Regions from separate parts of the Mus musculus genome. Here region 2 is linked to region 1. Evidence: chromatin contacts called from public Hi-C data. All regions are on one chromosome and are shown on one strand. Each heading gives the region's core, a stretch centred on a gene start, on an enhancer-like site or on the middle of the called end of the contact. The rest is flanking DNA. Distances are from core to core; before and after follow the strand shown.

Region 1 (2,700 bases), core at 31-2,530:
GAGGGGGCCAAACAGTCACTTTTATAGCAAGCCAGCCTACCTGGATGTTGACAGGTAGCTGTTGGGCGGAGCCTAGAAGGAATACCAACAACATATGCAAAGAAACAAGAGAGGCTTAAAATTAGCTAGATATGTCAGATAAAAATCACAAAGTAAAAACGTCAGGTCATGAGTGCAAACCTATGTAATATTATTTATTAAAAAATACATGCAGGAGGAGAGTAGATGTCCGATATCAAAGATACAACACTTGTTCTTGAGGGCTATTGCAACCCATCTCTTAGGGTTTATTATTTATTTGTTTGTTTGCTTGTTTACTTATTGACTTCTGTAGATTACAATATAAACCATTGGTTGGGAAAGTACAACTTCACCACAGAGAAAATGACTAACACAGGCTACCTAAAGTGCTTAATGCTAACATCAACAACGATAAGGCATGCTGTCAGAAACTGCTCATGTGATGGTGAGAGAAGTTAGCCAAGAAGGCCAGAATCTAACTGAACAGTCATGAATCTGTCCATAAAACCCTCACAATTATATTGGATATGGTGACCAGCAACATTCCCCCGACACCTCGGCGCTTGGGGGAAATGTCTTTTAACAGTTTTAGTTCCAAAAGCCTGGCACAATCCTAGTCTGATGATAATGAAGACTACAAAGCAAACAATTCAGGCAAATTTGAATTGAAGGGAAGTCTGGGAAACATGGGCGCCATTGTCAGAGCTGTCCAGGATGTGGAAAACAAGTCGGAGAAGTTTCCCTAACCCAGAGGAGGAGCTTAGTGACCTGTAACAATTAGATCCAGGGTAGCGATGTTGGGTGGACACAGGAGAAGCGAACTACTACACCTCCCAAAAGTTGGCTGGTAATTTCAATATGTCAGTCGATGGGAATGGTCGCTCACACAGTACCAATAGCTGTTTTTAGTCATTTGCCTGCCACTGGGTGGTGTCAAGGTGACTATTTCACACCCCAATCTTCTCTAACAGGATTTTCTGAACTGAGAGGAAGCCTAGTTTTAATGTCGCCACCGCTGAGGCCTCCAAAGGCCAGACATTCCTCCAAGCCGTTCCCAGAGGTGGCCTTGGTGCGGGCTGAGCACCAAGGCCAGCAATCAATAAGATAGTTCTCCCTCTGCCTTTGACAGAGGAAACTCCAGGCTGACACCAGCCAGTCTGGAATCAGCTGTTTCTCTCCCTTTGATCTCCTCAGTACTGGCTGTCTAAACTCCCTGGGCGTCTGCTTAGGCCAAGATACAGGCCATGTCCTGCTGATAACCCCTCCAAGGCCCTTTGTGGCCATTGTATGTGAGGAGGGGATCACCTGTCAAAGTGACTGGTTACAACCCCTTCTGGCCTGCGGGAGGCCTTTTTGATGCAGGGCAGATGATAATGAGAGTCTAATTGAGTGATTAACTATGCTGGCTCACTTAGAGGTTTTAATGACACCTCCACTTTGAGGTCCACATTTCCCAGCAGGCACCCAGTTTGTAACTGTATGGCCGTGATATTTGCAATTATAAGCCTTTCCTTTAACCAGCAGGGATTTAACAAATGGACTTAGTTAATCACTGCTAGATGGTCCTCATATCAGACTGGATGGAAATGCATGTGTATATGTAAGAGCATGGTAGGATTCTTAAGTCGGGCCACTCCAGTTCTAGCCTAAGATATAAGTTAGAAACTGCATTGCAGAGGAAGCGAGAGCTACTTGCAGTATAAGGTGATCACTGAAAGTTTCCATTTGTCCTGGGATGTATGAAGATAGGAACTGATTTTTAAGGATTGTCAAGCATGCAATCCTTGTAAGCAATGAAAGTCTGCCTAGATATACTGCCTTTAATTAACTAGGTCTGAAGGTCCTATTGATGCAATGTTAAAAGGAACCAGTCTCAGCAGGTTCGCACAGTGGGGAAGGGATCCAGGGCTTTCAATTTACAAGGTCTTATTACAAAAGTGTCCCGCTGTTCTGGTCCTGTGCTTTCTGCCTGGGAGCAATTTAATGATCTGCTTTGGAGCAGAGAAATGGTCAGAGAGAAAATGGTCGGGGTTATGTGTTAGGCGAGCAATACCCAGCAGAATTTACACCAGTCACCAGGTATTTCCCTTTCATATCAAAGTACAACCATGACAGTGTGATATCAATGGGTACCAGTCGAAGACCCCTTAATTGAACACTGTGGTAAGCCCCCTGTGAACGTGGGTTGATCATATTAGGTTGATACGAAGCAGTACACTAACCCTAGTGAGGCCAACACTGAAGGCCATGGAACAGAGAAAGGGTCAAAAGTAGAAAGGAACATAAGAGTGAGAATGTGGTTTTTGGCTCAAAACCCCTTAATTATTCATTTTCCACTTCCTGAACATCATTCAAGAAATATTTGTCATTATCTATCCTGTCCCAGCGCTGTTCCTTGAGTATGTATATTGGGGGAACAGCTATTCACGGAGCACTTATGGGAAAGTAATGAATTTATACATCTTTAAAAAAATCTTATTCTTTTAAAAAAATGTTGATAAGTGGCTACAAGGGAATGCCTATTAAGTTGTTATGTGCATTGTACTTTAAGAGTATTTTCTCTCTGGATAAATCTAATTAATAATTAATAATAATAATAATAATAAATCTAATCTCTGAGTGAATATCTACATGTGAGACTATGTCCTCAAAGATACCCAATCTAGTCAAGGCAGGCCT
Region 2 (2,700 bases), core at 119-2,618, 930 kb after region 1:
GCAAGAGTAGATGGTCTCTCCTTCCAAAATGGTGAGGGCTTTGGCGGGTTTGAGAGGGTAACCAGGTGCTAGTTTCATTCTGGGAGGTAAAATCATGTTGACTATCAAGATAAGTCTGAATGAGAACATGAGAAGTTCCCTTCAATGTACATCAGCCCAAAGCCAGGTGGAAGAGCTGTCCAGAAGATAAAGGTACTTATGAACCTCAATCTCCTGGGGGTAGTGCCCCTACATTGCCCTGTGTCCCTGCATGCACCATGTCTTGAGCACACACACAGAGACAAAATAGGTAAACGGCATTTTTTTAAAAAAAAAAAATAAAGATGAATAAACAAAGCCAGGTAGGATGGGTGCAACAAAGTAGAAGACCTTTTATCCCAGCACTCAGGAGGCAGAGTCAGGGGGATCTCTTTGAGTTCAAGGCCAGCCTGGTCTACAGAGTGAGTTCTAGGACAGCCAGGGCAACACAGTGAGACCCTGTCTCAAAAGGAAAAAAAAGGGGGGGGGGGTGGCGGGGGAGGCATGCAAAGTTAGGCATGCAAACTCAAAGAAGTGTTCATAAAAACTGGATGGTGATGGGGGAGTGGGGGCTGGGGTGGGGCTGTCAGGTGTGGTTGTTCTGGACACACTTTGTTCTTTCTTCTTCCACCACCGATTAGAGGACTAGGTAGGAGATAAAATCAAACCAGAAGCACAGAAAAAGACCCGGATCCCCTGTCTTTCCACGGGACCCATTTGGCTAGTGGCCAAGTGAGAGCCATTGCAAGTCCATAAGGGCATGGGGGAGTGGATCTAGGGACTGCAGGCTCCGTGCTGACAGTAGCCTGCAGAATTCCTTGTGTGCGTGGGTCTGTGAGGGAGGCAGGCACGGCTCCCAGAACAGGGCAGCGGGGGTTCTGCCTCTCCCATTAGCTCTGCGACCTTGAACAAGTAACATGTTCTTTTCAAAGCTACTGTTAGCAAAGACATGTAAAGCAAAGGGAGTCATTTCTTCCCCTTCCAGCCTCCTGAGACAGCCGGGGAGAGGGGAGGATAAAAGGGTGGTTCCTAAGTGGCTCAGAGAAGCAAACGGAAGGAATAGTCAATGACAGTGGGATTCTCTTTTCAGCCCTAGATGAGAAGGCGAGAGAGTGAAGGAGAGTGTGCTGGGCTTCAGGGTGGCATTCACATGAGGGAGTGGGCAGGGACGGGCTCCTGGAATTCCCTTTGTAAGTGATCTCTGAGTCAAGACCAAGGTCAGTCGTGGCTAGACAGGGACAGTGACCACAATACAGGCGTAAGTATATGAGACAGGGAGGTCCAGGGTCTATAGAGGCTGATGCCAAGCCTCTTCTCCCAGCAAGCTCCCCACATTCCTTCTGTGGGCTAGCTGCCCCTGCTTAAAAGAGAACACTGAACCCCAACTCTCACTACGTCACCCCATCCAACTGAGCAGATTTTTACCAGAAGCTGTAGAAAGCTGGGAGCGACATTGACGTACGTAAGTAAATAAATCCCGTGCAAACTCATTCCCATCCATCCCTTCCTCACACTCAGGCCAACGGAAAAAAAGCCCTAAAACTAGCCATCTCCTCCTCTAACTCCTGCATGTTAGCCTTCCTCCTCTTTTTTTCTTCCAATTATATTATAGTTCAGATGGAAACTGGTGGAGATGGGTGGCTTAGGTTTTTGTAAGCCTTGGGCTGAGAGGAATATAGAACAAAGACCTGCAAGCTACCAATGCTCCAAGACAGGGCAGAGCCTATGCACAGAGACTTTCTGTCTCATTTTTCCTTACAGCCCCACCTCCTCCCATCCACAGGAAGGGCTAAGGATGGGTCAGTGCTTCTAGGGCTCTGGGGACCAGAATGCAGTCCCTGGAGCCATCTGGGAATGATTAGCCTACCGAGTCCAGGTAGCTTCAGACACATGCACATAAATACACACACAATGCACATGCATGCATGCACACAGACACACATGAACATACACAGATACAAGTACACATGTATACATATATGCACCTGTGTATAAATATGTATATATACACACATATAAACATAAACAAGCACATTCACATGCAGCCATGTGACACCCAATCATGCAATACCCATGGCCCTACCTCTCAAAACAAACAGGAAACATCAGGTCCTCAGTCCTCAGAGGAAGGCTGTGGAGTGCCACTGTCTCCGATGACCACATCAGTTTCTATCGTTTCACAGACCCATGCAGCTCAGTTGGGAACCATCTGTGCACTGCAAGTGAGAAAACCAGGAAAGAAAAAAAAAGTACTATTTCTGATCATTGTATATTTAGGTAAGCCAGTTCTGGGAGGGTTAGGGGGTTCTAAAGTGTTAATCGTTATTGCAATTTGTGGTTTGATTGTTTCTCTCAAAAGTTGTAAATTCAGGCCAGAAATACATAAAGACTGTGCTCTGAAAGCTTTATATCCAAAAAGTCTACAAAAGAGCGTCAGTCGGTACTCCTCACAGAGAGACATCAGAAGACAGAACATACAGAAGGTTCCAGAAGGAGGATCAAACACATACTGGAGAGCGTCTCAAGACATGCCATTAACTGATCAAAGGTACTCACTCTGCTCTTGGTGCCCCAAATCCCATCAGATTATAATAATCATATATTCACTTCTCTGGCTAAATTGTGGCATTTGTTCCCTCGATACACACTATTTATTCATCAGAGTCTGTTTGGGATCATTAG

Evidence for each region. A called contact is a pair of places that touch in the nucleus more often than the background predicts.
Region 2: a contact with region 1 is called in a Hi-C map of Sertoli cells, with 4 times the contacts expected there. The contact joins two enhancer-like sites. A contact is called at or near these places in 3 of 39 promoter capture datasets (the 3T3-L1 cell line, hippocampal neurons and liver), 1 of 484 Hi-C or Micro-C datasets (Sertoli cells), 5 of 115 datasets of contacts at active chromatin or transcription factors (craniofacial prominence, embryonic midbrain, forebrain and 2 more) and 1 of 9 other capture datasets (embryonic stem cells).

What each region holds. Positions count from the first base shown.
Region 1 is chr11:111,842,656-111,845,355 of GRCm38.p6, forward strand. No RefSeq gene overlaps it. Among named protein-coding and RNA genes, the nearest start is that of Gm30337, 42 kb to the left of the region's middle. Within about 2 kb of position 1,281, at least 27 of the 459 cell types and tissues checked have an H3K27ac peak or open chromatin away from gene starts, as enhancers often do. A contact at or near this core is called in Sertoli cells, where this site is marked.
Region 2 is chr11:112,772,198-112,774,897 of GRCm38.p6, forward strand. No RefSeq gene overlaps it. Among named protein-coding and RNA genes, the nearest start is that of Sox9, 8.7 kb to the right of the region's middle. Within about 2 kb of position 1,369, at least 10 of the 459 cell types and tissues checked have an H3K27ac peak or open chromatin away from gene starts, as enhancers often do. A contact at or near this core is called in Sertoli cells, where this site is marked.